2 separate regions of the Macaca mulatta genome follow, and region 2 is linked to region 1. Evidence: chromatin contacts called from public Hi-C data. All regions are on one chromosome and are shown on one strand. Each heading gives the region's core, a stretch centred on a gene start, on an enhancer-like site or on the middle of the called end of the contact. The rest is flanking DNA. Distances are from core to core; before and after follow the strand shown. Region 1 holds the start of NKIRAS2 (NFKB inhibitor interacting Ras like 2). Region 2 holds the start of DHX58 (DExH-box helicase 58).

Evidence for each region. A called contact is a pair of places that touch in the nucleus more often than the background predicts.
Region 2: a Hi-C map of CD4 T cells shows a contact between it and region 1, with 3 times the contacts expected there. The contact joins the promoter of DHX58 here to the promoter of NKIRAS2 in region 1. A contact is called at or near these places in 6 of 14 Hi-C or Micro-C datasets (CD4 T cells, cortical neurons, fetal cortex germinal zone and 3 more).

Annotation. Positions count from the first base shown.
Region 1 is chr16:66,354,076-66,361,058 of T2T-MMU8v2.0, forward strand. It overlaps NKIRAS2 (NFKB inhibitor interacting Ras like 2), which reads left to right and starts at 5,594. Exons shown (of 4, transcript NM_001194812.2): 1 at 5,594-5,642. It overlaps DNAJC7 (DnaJ heat shock protein family (Hsp40) member C7), which reads right to left and starts at 5,456. Exons shown (of 14, transcript NM_001261251.1): 1 at 5,356-5,456. The coding sequence starts at 5,432. LOC144335717 (a long non-coding RNA gene) reads left to right here and starts at 2,592. Exons shown (of 2, transcript XR_013406839.1): 1 at 2,592-3,295; 2 at 4,736-5,451.
Region 2 is chr16:66,445,551-66,452,426 of T2T-MMU8v2.0, forward strand. It overlaps DHX58 (DExH-box helicase 58), which reads right to left and starts at 5,106. Exons shown (of 14, transcript XR_013406801.1): 1 at 5,003-5,106; 2 at 4,107-4,275; 3 at 3,676-3,877; 4 at 3,106-3,296; 5 at 1,601-1,717; 6 at 301-427; 7 at 1-128. KAT2A (lysine acetyltransferase 2A) reads right to left here. Exons shown (of 17, transcript XR_013406792.1): 14 at 6,870-6,876; 15 at 6,621-6,684; 16 at 6,402-6,486; 17 at 5,521-6,244.

The DNA of each region.
Region 1 (6,983 bases), core at 4,344-6,843:
TTGCTCTTATTTGTGCCCATCAGGAAAACATACAGAGAAGTTAAGCTTATCAGCTCAAGGAATCAGGTAAGGATGTCCTGACTCTTAAGTCTACGGATCCCTTGATTCTTTTAGATCTTGTTGTCCAGTCACATTAGGTATATGTTGAGACACATAAGTGTTTTCTCTTTGAAAAACAATTTGAGGTCGGGTGCAGTGGCTCACGCCTGTAATCCCAGCACTTTGGGAAGACAAGGCAGGCGGATCATGAGGTTAAGAGATCGAGAACATCCTGGCCAACACAGGGAAACTCCGTCTCTACTAAAAATATAAAAATTAGCTGGGCATGGTAGCATGTGCCTATAGTCCTAGCTAGTCAGGAGGCTGAGGCAGGAGAATCGCTTGAACCTGGGAGGCGGAGGTTGCAGTGAGCTGAGATCACACCACTGCACTCCAGCCTGGCAACAGAGCAAGACTCCGTCAAAAAAAAAAAAGAAGAAAGAAAGAAAAACAATTTGAAATCCCTCAAGTTTACCATAAGAAAGACTCCCTATAGAGATCAAGCTGTTTCCCAGCCCAGGAGATAATCATGAGAGATACTTAACTCAAGACAGGTATTCCCGTATTAGGTAAAGCAGTCAGCAACTTCACAGGAAAACATAAAGCTTAAGTTAGTTGAAATGTGAAACATCTGAAGTTGAACCGTCTGGCTCATAAAGAGCTTTGCCTGTTTTGGTGAGCAAAGAGAAATAATCTTCATGCATAGAATCCTGATTTCTTCTGGAGTGCCAACTAATACATCTTTTATTTTAGCCCCAACCCTTTTTTTTTTTTTTTTTTTTGAGACAGGGTTTCACTCTGTCACCCAGGATGGAGTGCAGTGGTGTGATCAAAACTCACCACAGCCTCGACCTCCCCCATCTCAGGTGATACTTTCACCTCAGCCTCCCAAGTAGCAGGGCCTACAGGTATGCACCATCACACCCTGCTAATTTTTGTATTTTTTTTACAGAGATGGGGGGGTTTCACCATGTTGCCCAGGTTGGTCTCGAACTCCTGGCCTCAAGCAATCCACTGGCCTCAGCCTCCCAAAGTGCTGGAATTACAGGCGTGAGCCACCGCACCCAACCTTAAATGTTTCTGTAGCGACTAAGTCTCACTATGTTGCCCAGGCTGGTCTCAAACTACTCGGCTCAAGCAATCCTCTCATCTTGACCTCATAAAGTGCTAGGATTACAGGCATGGGCCACTAAGCCTAGCCTTATTTTAGCTTCTTGGCTAAAATAAGGGAAACAGAACTTTGTCAGAGTGACATGCAAAAAAATTGAAATATATCTCTTTTCTCTCTAGAAACACTAAAGCTAAGGAAATAAAACATGTAGCCATTTAAAATGCTGCAATCGTGAAGTCCAACGTCTTAAGAGCGCCTCTCATTTTGCCCCCTCCCCGTGGGACTGTGACAACTTAGCAGCAGCAGGACATGTCTTAAGCCAAGACGTAAGGAAGGAAGAATTCCTTGCTGGACCTCACAAAAACAACCCGAGACCCATTAACACTTGTATCTCTAAAAGAACTGGTAGTGGGACCATAACAACAGAGGCAGGAACTTGGCCAAAGAACTCTAACCAGGCCAGACAGCCAGACAGTAAAAGGGCATTTGTAAGGGATGCCCCTATCACTGCCCTCTGCTATGGCCACACAAGAGGAATTCAGGAAACATGAAAAACATAAAACCACCTCCCTCCAAAGCTTCTAAATCTCCATCCCATTTTCAGCACTGGAAAAATCATACATAAACAAGGTTTTTTCATACTAACAGAGCCTAATGTTTATTCTTTTTTTTTTTTTTTTTTGAGACAGAGTTTCGCTCTTGTTGCCCAGGCTGGAGAGAATGGAGTGATCTCGGCTCACCACAACTTCCGCCTACCGGGCTCAAGTGATTCTCCTGCCTTAGCCTCCGAGTAGCTGGGGCTACAGGCATGCGCCACCACGTGTGGCTATTTTTTTTTTTCTATTTTTAGTAGAGATGGGGTTTCTCCATGTTGGTCAGGCTGGTCTCGAACTCCCTACCTCAGGTGATCAGCCTGCTTCGGCCTCCCCAAGTGCTGGGATTACAGGCGTGAGCCACCACGCCTGGCCAATGTTTATTCTTCTAAGGATGTCTGATATGGCAAAAAGTTAAACTGATTTTTTTGTTTATTTAACTTATTTTTTTTTTTTTTTTGAGACAGAGTCTCGCTGCATGGCCCAGGCTGGAGTGCAGTGGTGTGACCTTGGCTCACTGCAACCTCCGCCTCCCGGCGGGTTCAAGAGACTCTCCTGCCTCAGTCTCCCGATTAGCTGGGATTACAGGCGCCCACCACCACGCCCAGCTATTTTTTGTATTTTTAGTAGAGATGGGGTTTCGCCATGTCGGCCAGGCTGGTCTTGAACTCCAGACCTCATGATCCGCCCACCTCAGCCTCCAAAAATGCTGAGATTATAGGCGTGAGCCACCGCGCCCAGCCTTATTTTCCTTTTGACTTGTGCACAAAAGTGGTATATAATAAACATGTTTAATTCTGTCGAAAAGAGTGCTATATATGAGAAACATAAAAGTCTGATAAGAATGCATTTTTTTCTTTTTTTAATGTAACTTTTTTTTTTTTGAGATGGAGTTTTGCTCTTGTTGCCAAGGCTGGAGTGCAATGGCATGATCTCCCCTCACCGCAACCTCCACCTCCTAGGTTCAATCAATTCTCCCACCTCAGCCTCCCGACTAGCTGGGATTACAGGTGTGCGTCACCACGCCCGGCTACTTTTTGTATTTTTAGTAGAGACAGGATTTCACCGTATTAGTCACGCTGGTTTCGAACTCCTGACCTCAGGTGATCCACCTGCCTTGGCCTCCCAAAGTGCTGGGATTACAGGTGTGAGCCACCACGCCCAGCCTTTTTCCTTTTTTAATTAATTTTTTTCTCTCACTATTTGAACTACAGGGATAATACATGTTGTCATGTTTAATTTATAGTTATATTTTCTTAGTGACAGATAAAATAATTTGCATTCTGCAATCAACGACTTTTTTTCTTGAGATGGAATCTCACTCTGTCACCCAGGCTGGAGTGCAATGGCACGATCTCAGTTCACTGCAACCTCCACCTCCTGAGTTCAAGCAATTCTCCTGCCTCAGCCTCCTGTGTAACTGGGATTACATGTGCGTGCCATCACGCCCAGCTAATTTTTGTATTTTTAATAGAGACAGGGTTCTGCCACGTTGGCCACGCTGGTCTCAAACGCCTGACCCCAGCTGACCCACCTGCCTCGGCCTCCCAAAGTGCTGGGATTACAGGCTACTTAAGTAATAAGGTAGTTTACCTTATTTTGTTGTACTGCTATAAAATACCATGTTTTGTGTGATGTGGTCACATTACAGCATAACCTATTTTATTATGCGTCTTCAGGTTCATTTACTCCAATTTTATGATAGAATATCCTCTAAGGCTGTGATTGAAGAAATGTATTTGCTTTAGATAGGAGGTTTTGAAATGAAGTCCAAAATAGGGACACTCTACATCAGAGATTGACAATGAGTAGGATGAATTTTTTAAATTACCTATGGCCAGCCTGGTGCAGTGGCTCACGCCTGTAATCCCAGCATTTTGGGAGGCCGAGGCAGGAGGATCACGAGGTCAGGAGATGGAGACCATCCTGGCTAACACGGTGAAACCTCGTCTCTACTAAAAATAAAAATAAATAAAAAAAAATTAAAAAAAAAAATTAGCCGGGCATGGTGGGCACCTGTAGTCCCAGCTACTGGGGAGGCTGAGGCAGGAGAATGGTGTGAACCCAGGAGGCGGAGCTTGCAGTGAGCTGAGATCATGCCACCACACTCCAGCCTGGGCGACAGAGCGAGACTCCGTCTCAAAAAATTAAAAATAAATAAATAAATAAATTACCTATGGCCAAATCCCTATTTATAATATAAAGAAACACTGAACTCTTTCCAAATCCAAGTAACTCTCTACAATTAATTAAGCTCTGTCTGCACTGGGAGAAATTTTGTTTCCCATTGCAGCTCTTTAATGATGTATAAGGGTTGATGATGCTTAACTTTAAATATCTAGAAAGAAGCAGGAACAACATGAAAGCTCAAAATTAAGAACAGAGACTGGACTCTGGTGTCCTGGCTTCTCTGATATCCCAGGGACCTATTACACTTTGTCAGGCCCCCCAGCTCCCAACAGATCAGGAACTTGAGACACTGGCTGTGGTAACAACCTTCAAGCTTGATAACTATTCATGGCCTCCGTTCTTATATTTCTAACTCATCAGATAGTAAAAATCTCAGAATCCTGATTTCAGATCTCATGAACTAATTCTACATCACCACCTCAAATTACCCAGCCTGAAGACATAACGGGCTTGGTATGAAAATATAAAGTATGTGGGAATAAGACTGAGGGCACTGTAGGCATCTTGAACAAAAGGGTCAGATTAACCTGCAGCTGATAAGGAAAGGGCTCCAAACTTCTAGAACCTTCTTGTCAATTCTGCTTTAGTATTAGAACACGTATGACTACCCACAACTCTGTCCCAACCCCATTTCCAATAATCTGGCCTGTTGCCAGAATCTAGAGCGTTCTCGAAAACCACTCACTCAGCAGCTCCCTTGGCTAGTCCGACTGGCAGTCTCGAACCACTGCGGCTGCTTCGGTGTGCCAACAGCGCCCAAGCAGTTGCCCTCTTCCTTGGTGCTTAACTTAAGAAAGAACAGTGCTGGGAAGGATAAAGATCACCCAGGAAGGATAGGGGAAGAGGAGTCTGACACAGAGAACACGAGATAAGCCCCTCGCTCTTCCCTTTTTCTCTATCATCCTTGACTTCTGGGATAACCGGGGGCAACCAGGTCAATTATGGAGACACACAATCACCTCGAACCCAGACTAGTGATCGAAAAGGAAAACGGGGGGAGGAGAGCAAAGGTTTTAGAGATGGAAAGTGCAGACAGGCAACAATGCACAGAAGTTAACGAGAAGGAGGGAGTCAGGGGCGATGTAAGGAAGTCGTCATCGACGCCGCGCCGCCCCCCCCCCCTCGCACCAGACCTCCGAAATTGCCCTCCGAGACTCGGGCTCTCCTATAAGGACGATCGTCCTCTCAGCTGGAGAAGAAGGCCATGCCTCAGCTCCTTCGCCAGGCGGAAGCGGGAGAGGAAGGCCGACCCCCAAGAGCGCCCCTTCAGGGGGTCCATCCGGCCTTGATCTCAGATTGGGGGGGGGTTTGCGTAGGGCGGGGCATCGCCTCAACAGCTGGGGGCTGCATCATGGCAGGAACGGGTTTCCCTGAGCCACGGAGCTGCAGCTTGCCTCCTCTACTACCCTGCTACCCGGTTACCTCTTCGCCTCTTCGTCGTCGAGCAGCTCTGGCTCGGTCGCCGCCATTACCACATCGCACTCCGCGGCAGCCGCCATCTTACCGCCGGGACCAGAGAGCTGGGTGGGAGGCCGGCGGTGAAGAGCACTTCCGGTTGGAGCATAGAGCAGCTCAGCGGCGCCTCGCCCAGAAGGGCTCCCTCGGGCTCGTCTACCAGAGAGAGGCTCCGCTTGGGGCCAGAGCGGCCTCCCGTCCCCGGATGTCCAGGGTGGTCTCCGCGCCGGGGCGGGAGCCCAGGGACTGTGCCTGTGCGTAGGCGGCGCCACTTTACCCGTGGATGGGAATGGAGGTGTACGGGTGGTAGCCTCTCTAGGGCTTGATTGGTTTCAGTATTCCAAGAGCCTCGTTGCCATAGCAACTTCCAATCCTAGAGAGTCTTCCTTAAAGGCTCCGTGGAGTCTGGGTTGGGTGGGGACCAGGTGACCCAAGACTGTAGGGAAAGAGTCCCCACTGCTACCTTTCCGACCTTGGAGTGTGTTCACAGCTTCTTCCCGGGAAAGGCAAGAGCCACTCTGAGCCCAGTTCCCCCAGCTTTCATCGTTCTCTGGAAGCCCTACCCAATCAAGCCAGGGGAACGTAGGGCGTCTTCATCCTGCGCCTTTCATCCACTCCGGATCTCCAAACACCAACTGGTTCATCACCCTAATGACGCTGACCCTTTTACGAGGCTGCTTTCATGTCAGCCGCCTGGGAGTGCCATCTCAGCATTAAGCCTAGGAAAGCTGACACATGGCGCCCCAGACCCTGCCCTGGAGTTTATAAGGAAGCTCGCTGGGTGAGGTCCCTGCTCTTGTGTCCCCATTACTCCTACCTCTTATATAAACTCTCTACTCATCACGCTTGTCTTGCCGAATGCGGTCTGGATTGAGAACTCACAGGGGACAAGGGCACAGTTTAATTGTCTTGTTATTCCCTCACCCAAGCCACTATTTGTGGAGCTGAATTGAATTGGAGCTTTCTGGGGTTAAATTGGAGGCGTATTAGGAGTAGCTTTACAATGTAAAGCTAAGAGTAGCTAAAATGAGAAGAGGGCAAAGGAATTTTTAAAAGGATTTACCTGTTTCTTCCAGGAAAACAGCATGTGCCAATGCTCCTACCCTGCCTATCCCAGTGTGGAGGGAACTGAAACCACAGCGACCACTGAGTAGGGAGGGATAGGACAAGCTTACTAGGTTGGAAAGGAGGGGTCATTCGTTGAGCCAATCACTCAATAGCCCTTTCCAAAACGCCTACTTTGTGCTAGGTTGTGAGGGCACAAGACTTACAGACCACCTGCCCTGCCTGTCAGTGGCTCATAGTCCAGTCTAATGCTAGCCAACCTGTCTCACCATCTTCCCACTTTATGTTCTAAGGCAACTCATTTATTCCCACAGCTTTACTTCCATCTGTTGATGACTCTCAACTCTACATATCTCCAACCTAGACCTTTCTTCAGCTTCCACAGCTGCATATCCAACTATCTACTGGATATCTCTTGTATGTTTCACAAATCCCCAAAGCTTACCATATTTAAACTTAACTTTTCATTGTCTACCTACACCTGAACAACAGAAAAAACAAATGCTGGATGTAATTATTATCTTTCCTAA
Region 2 (6,876 bases), core at 3,856-6,355, 91 kb after region 1:
GTGATAGAAATCCTGCAGCGCAGCCAGGGCATCCACGGCGCGGACGGTGTCATGGATGAGCAGCGCGTCATTGTAGCGCCTCAGGTGAAGTGCGTACACCCGCTGCTCCTGGAGCCCGGCCAAAGCCGCTGCGGGCAGAGGGCATAGTGTCTGAGCGGCCCACAGCCCCGCCCCTGTCCCGCCCCATAGGGCCCTCCCACTCAGACTCCGCCCCTGGAGTGGCTAGGCCTCCGCCCAGGCAGGCCCCGCCCCTGACTCCTCCAGCATCTTCGCCTCCGCCTGAGGGGCTGTCCCTCTCACCAGCCTCGCTCAGCTTCACCACCTGCTGCTCATACATCTGCGTCCCAAAGTTCCGGCTCAACTCAGGCATCTCCAGGTGGTCGTGGACTTGGTCCATGAGCTTCTTCAGCAAGTCCCCAAACGGATCCTGGGCAAGAAGAGAGTTGGATGGGATTCCCATACACACTGGAGGATGGGCACCCAGTGGGGGTGCTGACCCCGGCGTGTAGCACGCTGCGACTGCCTCAGCCATCTGTCTAAGCTGAGGGATGAGCTCCAGAGGGAGGCCGGCTGGAGTGTGAAGGAGTCCTGCCCTGTCTCACCCACGATGTGCTCTTACCCTTTGGCCTGGGCACGGTGATGCCTAGTGTAAGGTACATGGATGTGCCTTGGTCAAGGAATAGGCTGAGGCGGACATCCGGGCCAGAGTGACTCAGCGAGTTTAGGGGGCAGGCACATACTCCACTTGCTATGTAACCTGTTTGTGTAAGTTCATACTGGACTCTACTGTCAGTAGAAGGTATAACTGCCCTGCTGACGCCGTGCATGGGGCTCGGTTCAGCTCAGCACGGCAGGGCACGCTGGCATGCCCAGAGAGAGAATAATGCTACTAATTCCTGTAAGGGAGGGCCGGTCGCCTTGAAGGTGGGCAGTGGGGAGCCGGGAACCGGCTTGTGCCCAGAGGGAAAGAGTTAAGCTGCTGACCCTGACAGAGCTGGCCTTGCAGGCCAGGGAGTGCAGCTGCAGGTGTGGGGGCAGCAGGAGCCACAGAGCCAGAGCACACAGCCCAGATAAAGGTGGACAGTGTGAGAGAGCTGCTGCTGAGAGAGCTGCTGAATAAAACTACATTTCACCTGCCTATGGCCCCCCAAGTGTTCTTTCAGCTATCTGCTCCCTCACTCCCTCCCTCCAGACCACGGCGTGGGCTCAAACCTGACCCCAAATGTAACATTTGGTGTAGTTATGGACCTGACACCTAGTCCTTGTCCAGTCCAGTCATAGCAGACACCAGGCCGTGTCCATACTGGAGAGGGCTCAGTAGAGCCTCAGCAAAAAGTATCCCTGCTCTCTGGTTTCTAGAGCACTCCCCAGCATGTCAGTGCTGTGACAGACACCGGCGGTGCCTTCTGAGTCAATCCAAAGAGCAGGCTGTGGGCATGGGCTGTATCTGCCCCATTTCACAGAAAGGAGAAATTGAGGCTCAGATACATAGCAAGTGACCTGAAGTCACAGAGCCTGTGAGGGCGGAGTCAGGGCCCAAGCCTAGGTGTCCTAACTTGACACCAGCTCCCGCTCTCACCGTGTCCCTGCCCCTACATACCTGGCTGCGCCTGTGGCAGAGGTTGTACTGTTTGCAAGGCTGTTGGCTGTGCTCCTGCAGCCGGGGGCGATAGTTCTGGGGTGACATGATGCACCACGTGTCCAAGTTGGCACAGAGCTGGGGGCAACAGAGAGGACTTTACTGGAAAGGGAGGGTCTGTGGGGACAATGGGCAAACCTTTGGGGCAGGATGGATCCCAGCTGAGGACAGGACAGTGTGGGCCATTGCGGGTGTGGGCATTCGTCTACTCAAATATTGCTCGCCCTCTCTCTGCCAGTCTTGTTCTAGGCACTGGGGATACAAAGGAACTCAGATTGGAGTTGGAGAGACAGATAATAAACCAGTAAATAATAATAGAACCGGCCAGGTGCGGTGGCTCACGCCTATAATCCCAGCACTTTGGGAGGCCAAGGCGGGCGGATCACCTGAGGTGAGGAGTTTGAGACCAGCCTGGCCAACATGGTGAAACCTCATCTCTACTAAAAGTACAAAAATTAGCCAAGCATGCTGGCACACGTCTGTAGTCCCAGCTACTCAGGAGGCTGAGACAGAAGAATCACTTGAACTCGGGAGGTGGAGGTTGCAGTGAGCCAAGATCGTGCCACTGCACTCCAACCTGGCTGACAAAGTGAGACTCGGTCTCAAGAAAAAAAAAAAAAAAAGAGGCTGGGCATGGTGGCTCATGCCTGTAATCCCAGCACTTTGGGAGGCCGAGGTGGGAGAATCACGAGGTCAGGAGTTTGAGACTAGCATGGCCAACATGGTGAAACCTCATCTCTACTAAAAATACAAAAAATTAGTTGGGCATAGTAGTATGCGCCTGTAATCCCAGCTACTCGGGAGGCTGAGGCAGGAGAATCACTTAAACCTGGGAGGCGGAGGTTACAAGGAGCCAAGATCATGCCACTGCCCTCTAGCCTGGGCGATAGAGTGAGACTCTGTTCCAAAAAAAAAAAAAAAAAAAAAAAAAGAATAGAACCTTGCAGAGCACGTTAACAAGCTCTGAAGAGGATAGCACTGGATGACATGACAGAGAGCAGAGGGGGTGATCAGGGAGGACTTTCAAGAGGTGGCATTAAGCTGTTCAATGAATGACAAGGAGGAAGCAGCAGGTAAAGTTCAAAGGGAAGGGCATTCCAGGCAAAAGAAACGGTAAGTGCAAAGGTCACGAGATGGGAACAAGCCCTGCATGTTCAAGATGCAGAAGGCAGGCCAGTGTAGCTGTAGGATGAGCTACAACAGGGAGGGCGCAGGAAATGAGGTGGAGAGATAGATCATGTGGAACTTTGTAAACCATAGTAGAGTTGGGAGTTAATTCTTTGTGCCATAAGAAACCATTGGAGGCTGGATCTTAGGCGAGGAAGGGGCCAGACACTGCCATGGAGAGCCTGGTAGGACTGGTGGGGATGGGGTAGTGGCAGGGCAGGCAGGCAGGCAGGGAGGGAGGGAGGGAGGGAAGTCCCTGGTGGGTCTGGCAGTGGGAGGCCCACAGGGGCCAGGCTGACCTGCAGGACGTGGTCGATGGCCCCATCGAGCTTGGAGGCCCCGCCAGTGCCTGGGGAGGCTGTGAGACCCAGCACCTGGGGTAGGGGCCGTGCCCTCTGGAGTTTAAGTTCTAGGTACCGGCTCATGATGACGTTGTAGACAGTGTCCTTGTGCGTGTGGTGGCACTCATCCACCACGATCAGGGAGAAGGCTGAGGGCACAGGGAGGAAGGCTGTGACCTGTGTTTGCAAAGCCCTTCCTCCCATCAGCTTTCAGGTAGTCCCCACAATAGTCTAAGAATTCCTTCTTCCCTTCCCGACTTGCAGCTGTGTCCCAGGATGGAGAGCCAGGCAGGGATGATTTCTCTCCATTTCACAGATTAGTAAACCGAGGCTCAGCTGGGGAAGGGACTTGTCTAAGATCCTATACTATAGCCCGGCCTGTTTCTACTAGAGTGTCTGCTGGGGTTTTGTGAACAGGCAACCCTCCACTCCCACAAAAACTCCCAACACCTTGATTCCAGTGGGTGCCCTGGGGTTGGTGGAAGTACCCCAGATGCATATCCTTTTCCTCCTGGCCATGGCCCTCACCAGTGAGCTCCACGTGCTCCTCCTCCTCGGGGCTGGTCAGTGCCATCTGCAGAAGCTCTGCTGTGCAGATGAGCAGGTCATGGCACCGGGCCAGGTGGCCAAAGCCAGCACGTGGCCCCATGTCCCCACTCAGTGTTGTCACGGTCCAGCGTCCATCCAGCATGCGCCTGAACTCTTCACCGTGCTGGGTCACCAGGTGCACCTGGAGGTGGAGAATGAGCTGGGAAGAGAAAGCTGAATCTGGGGCCAGGGAAGTGCGGGGGAGGTAAGGTGACCCGCAGGGCATGGCTGGGTACTGAGCCGGGGTGGAAAGACAGGTGAGCTTAGGGATGGCCACAGCAGCTTTGGAGTTCTGGCGGGGACTGAGAGATGCCTGAAGAGCTGAGACCCTGCTTGGTGGTGGGGGAGTGGGGCAGGGACAGACCACTCACCCTGTTGACCAATACAACCACCTTGGCTCCATCCACAGTCTCTAGGTGCCGCTTGGCCACATAAGCAGCCGCCCGGGTCTTCCCAGCCCCCGTGGGCAGCCAGATGATGATATTTTTGCCCTCCAGGGCAGGCATGATCACCTCCCACTGGTAGGGCCGCAGCTCCATTCTGGGAATAGCAGGGGACTCAGACCCACCGGCCCCTCCACCCCTCCCAACTCCTGGCCAGACCAGTTCGTGCAGAGACCTCCCTTTGCCCAGGACTCCACCCCACTTGAAGGAGGTGGGGCAGGACTCCCTCAGAGCCCATCAGGACTCTGCTCTGCCCAAAAGCGGGAGGCGGGAGTAACACAGGCTACACCTGCCCCCTGCCCAGCCCAGGTCTCACCTGCTCTAGTCGGTAGGTCTGCCCAGGGCAGTCCCACTTAATTCAGCCTAGTGCTACTGTGCTCAGCTCAGAGACCCGAAATGGAAACTGAAACTGAGGGAAGGAGCCAGCTGAGCCGACTTAGGAATCTCCCATCCCCGCCCCGGGAAAAAGAACCAATAAAAAAGAACCGTTTGTGCTAACAGTCATCGCCAACTGCCGCGAGTACAAACTCCGGGACGAGTACTGCCGCTGCGCCAGCGCCGTGGCAGGCATGATCACCTCCCATTGGTAGGGCCACAGCTCCATTCTGGGAATGGCCGGGGACTCAGACCCACTGGCCCCTCCATTCATCCCAACTCCTGGCCAGACTGGTCGGTACAGAGACCTCCCTTTGCCCAGGACTCCACCACACTTGAGGGAGGTGGGGGAGGACACGCTCAAAACCCTTCAGGAGACTGCTCTGGCCAAAAGGTGGGGGTGGGAGTAACACAGGCTACACCTGCCCCCTGCCCAGCCCAGGTCTCACCTGCACCACCAGGTAGGCCTGCCCAGGGCGGCCCTGTTTAGCTCAGCCTGGTGCCGCTGTGCTCAGCGCAGACAGCAGAAATCGGAAATGGAAACTGAAACTGAGGGGAGGAGCCAGCTGAGCCGATTTAGGAATCTCCCATCCCTGCCCGAGAAAAAGCCCCATGTGTGCTAACAGGGAAGCACTCTTTCACTGCTACGGGATCCTCTATGCTTTGGCCCTTTTGCGGTCAGTTGTAACCACGTCCACCCAAGTTAAGGTTAAGTCAGGAGGTTCTGACCCCTGCTGCCCTGGCATCTGGATCAGGAGCAGCCTGGAGGAGGGAAGAGGTGGGGGGCTGCAGCCAGGTAGGTCTGCCCGACTAGAGCAGGTGAGACCTGGGCTGCGCAGGGGGCAAGTGTAGCACAGGACCAGGTCTGAGGCTTGCTGGGGAGAGCAGCCTCCAGTTTGCAAGAGGTCCCTGGGGGGCCAAGGTGAGCCTGCTAAGGCTGGGACTATACCAAAGAAACAATCACACAGAGAAATAAAAAGCTTTATTGTTCCCTCTAAGGGATTAATGCCAGGGAATGAATGGTCCCCATACCCCCACCCCGGGGGAGACTGACAGTACAGTACCGGACAAGGCATGGCCCCCTCCAGTTTGGACTGAACTTCCAATCCCTGAAGCCATCACTCAAGCTAAAATGAGCAGTCCTGGTCCTCAGGGAAATAGCCACCTGGGAATCCAAGCCTCCAAAGCTGTTAGGGACCAGGTCTGGGGGCCACCACGGCTGGGCAAGGTTCATCCCGTCCCACCAGCCACTCTAGAGGGACTGGGCCCCAACCCAGGAAACCTCTCACACACAGTGAAGGCTGGGACAGAGCTGCAGGCTTGGGGGTGCCTGAAGGCATCCCTTTCTGGAAAGGGATGCAGGATCAGGGGCCGGAGGGCCCTTGGCTAGAGTGTCTCAAGCTGAGTTGGGTCCGTGGGGCCAGGGCATCCCCTAAGGATCAGATCAGAATCCGAGGTGGAGACATTCAAGGTCAGGGCTGTGGCCCAAAGCTGGGCCTACTTGTCAATGAGCCCTCCTTCCTTGAGCTTGAAGTAGAAGAACTTCTCCAGGGCGCTGGCGCAGCGGCAGTACTCGCTGTCCGGGGGGTTGTACTCGCGGCAGTTGGCGATGACCCGCTGCAGGTCGGCCACAAAGAGCTTCCGGGTCACATAGTAGCGGCTTCGCAGCCGCTCAGTCATGGTCTTCAGGTCTGGGGCAGCAGGAGGCGGAGCACAGCTTTAAGAGGCTGAGGACCATGGCAGGGCTGTCCACCGGGGTGGGCCCCATGGGGCTGCAGGGCGCAGTGAGGGCAGGAGCAGGTATGGGGATGGAAGAGGGGGGAAGGAGATGGAATGGAGGGTCCTCACCAATGGGGAAGCGGATGACCTCGTAGTAGTCAGGGGCCTCCGACTTCTTCACAGGCTCCATGAAGGGCCAGGCACTGGGGTGCGACTGGAGAGAAGAGCCGAGCTGGGGACAGCCCTGCTGCACCCACGCCAGCCCGAGAACGCCACCCACCTCACACTGCATCAAGAGGCCACAGCCATTGGTGCAGGGGCCCCGGAAAGGCAACCTGGTCTCCCCACCTTGATTTGGGCCAGCAGGTTTTTGAGGGTTGTGTAGAGCTGGTCGGGGTCCTTCAGCTCCTTCCTGGGGTGAGACACACCAAGTCTGAGGCTCTGAGTCCCTCTGCCCCTCCCCCAACCTGGCTCCTTTGACAAAACACTCACCCCTTCTCCTTCCCCAACGGCTTCCAGCCCGTCTCTCCTGCAAAGTGGGAAGTGGGAGAATGTCTCTAAGAATGCCGATCCGCACCCCAAGCAGCGTGCCCCCACTACCCCG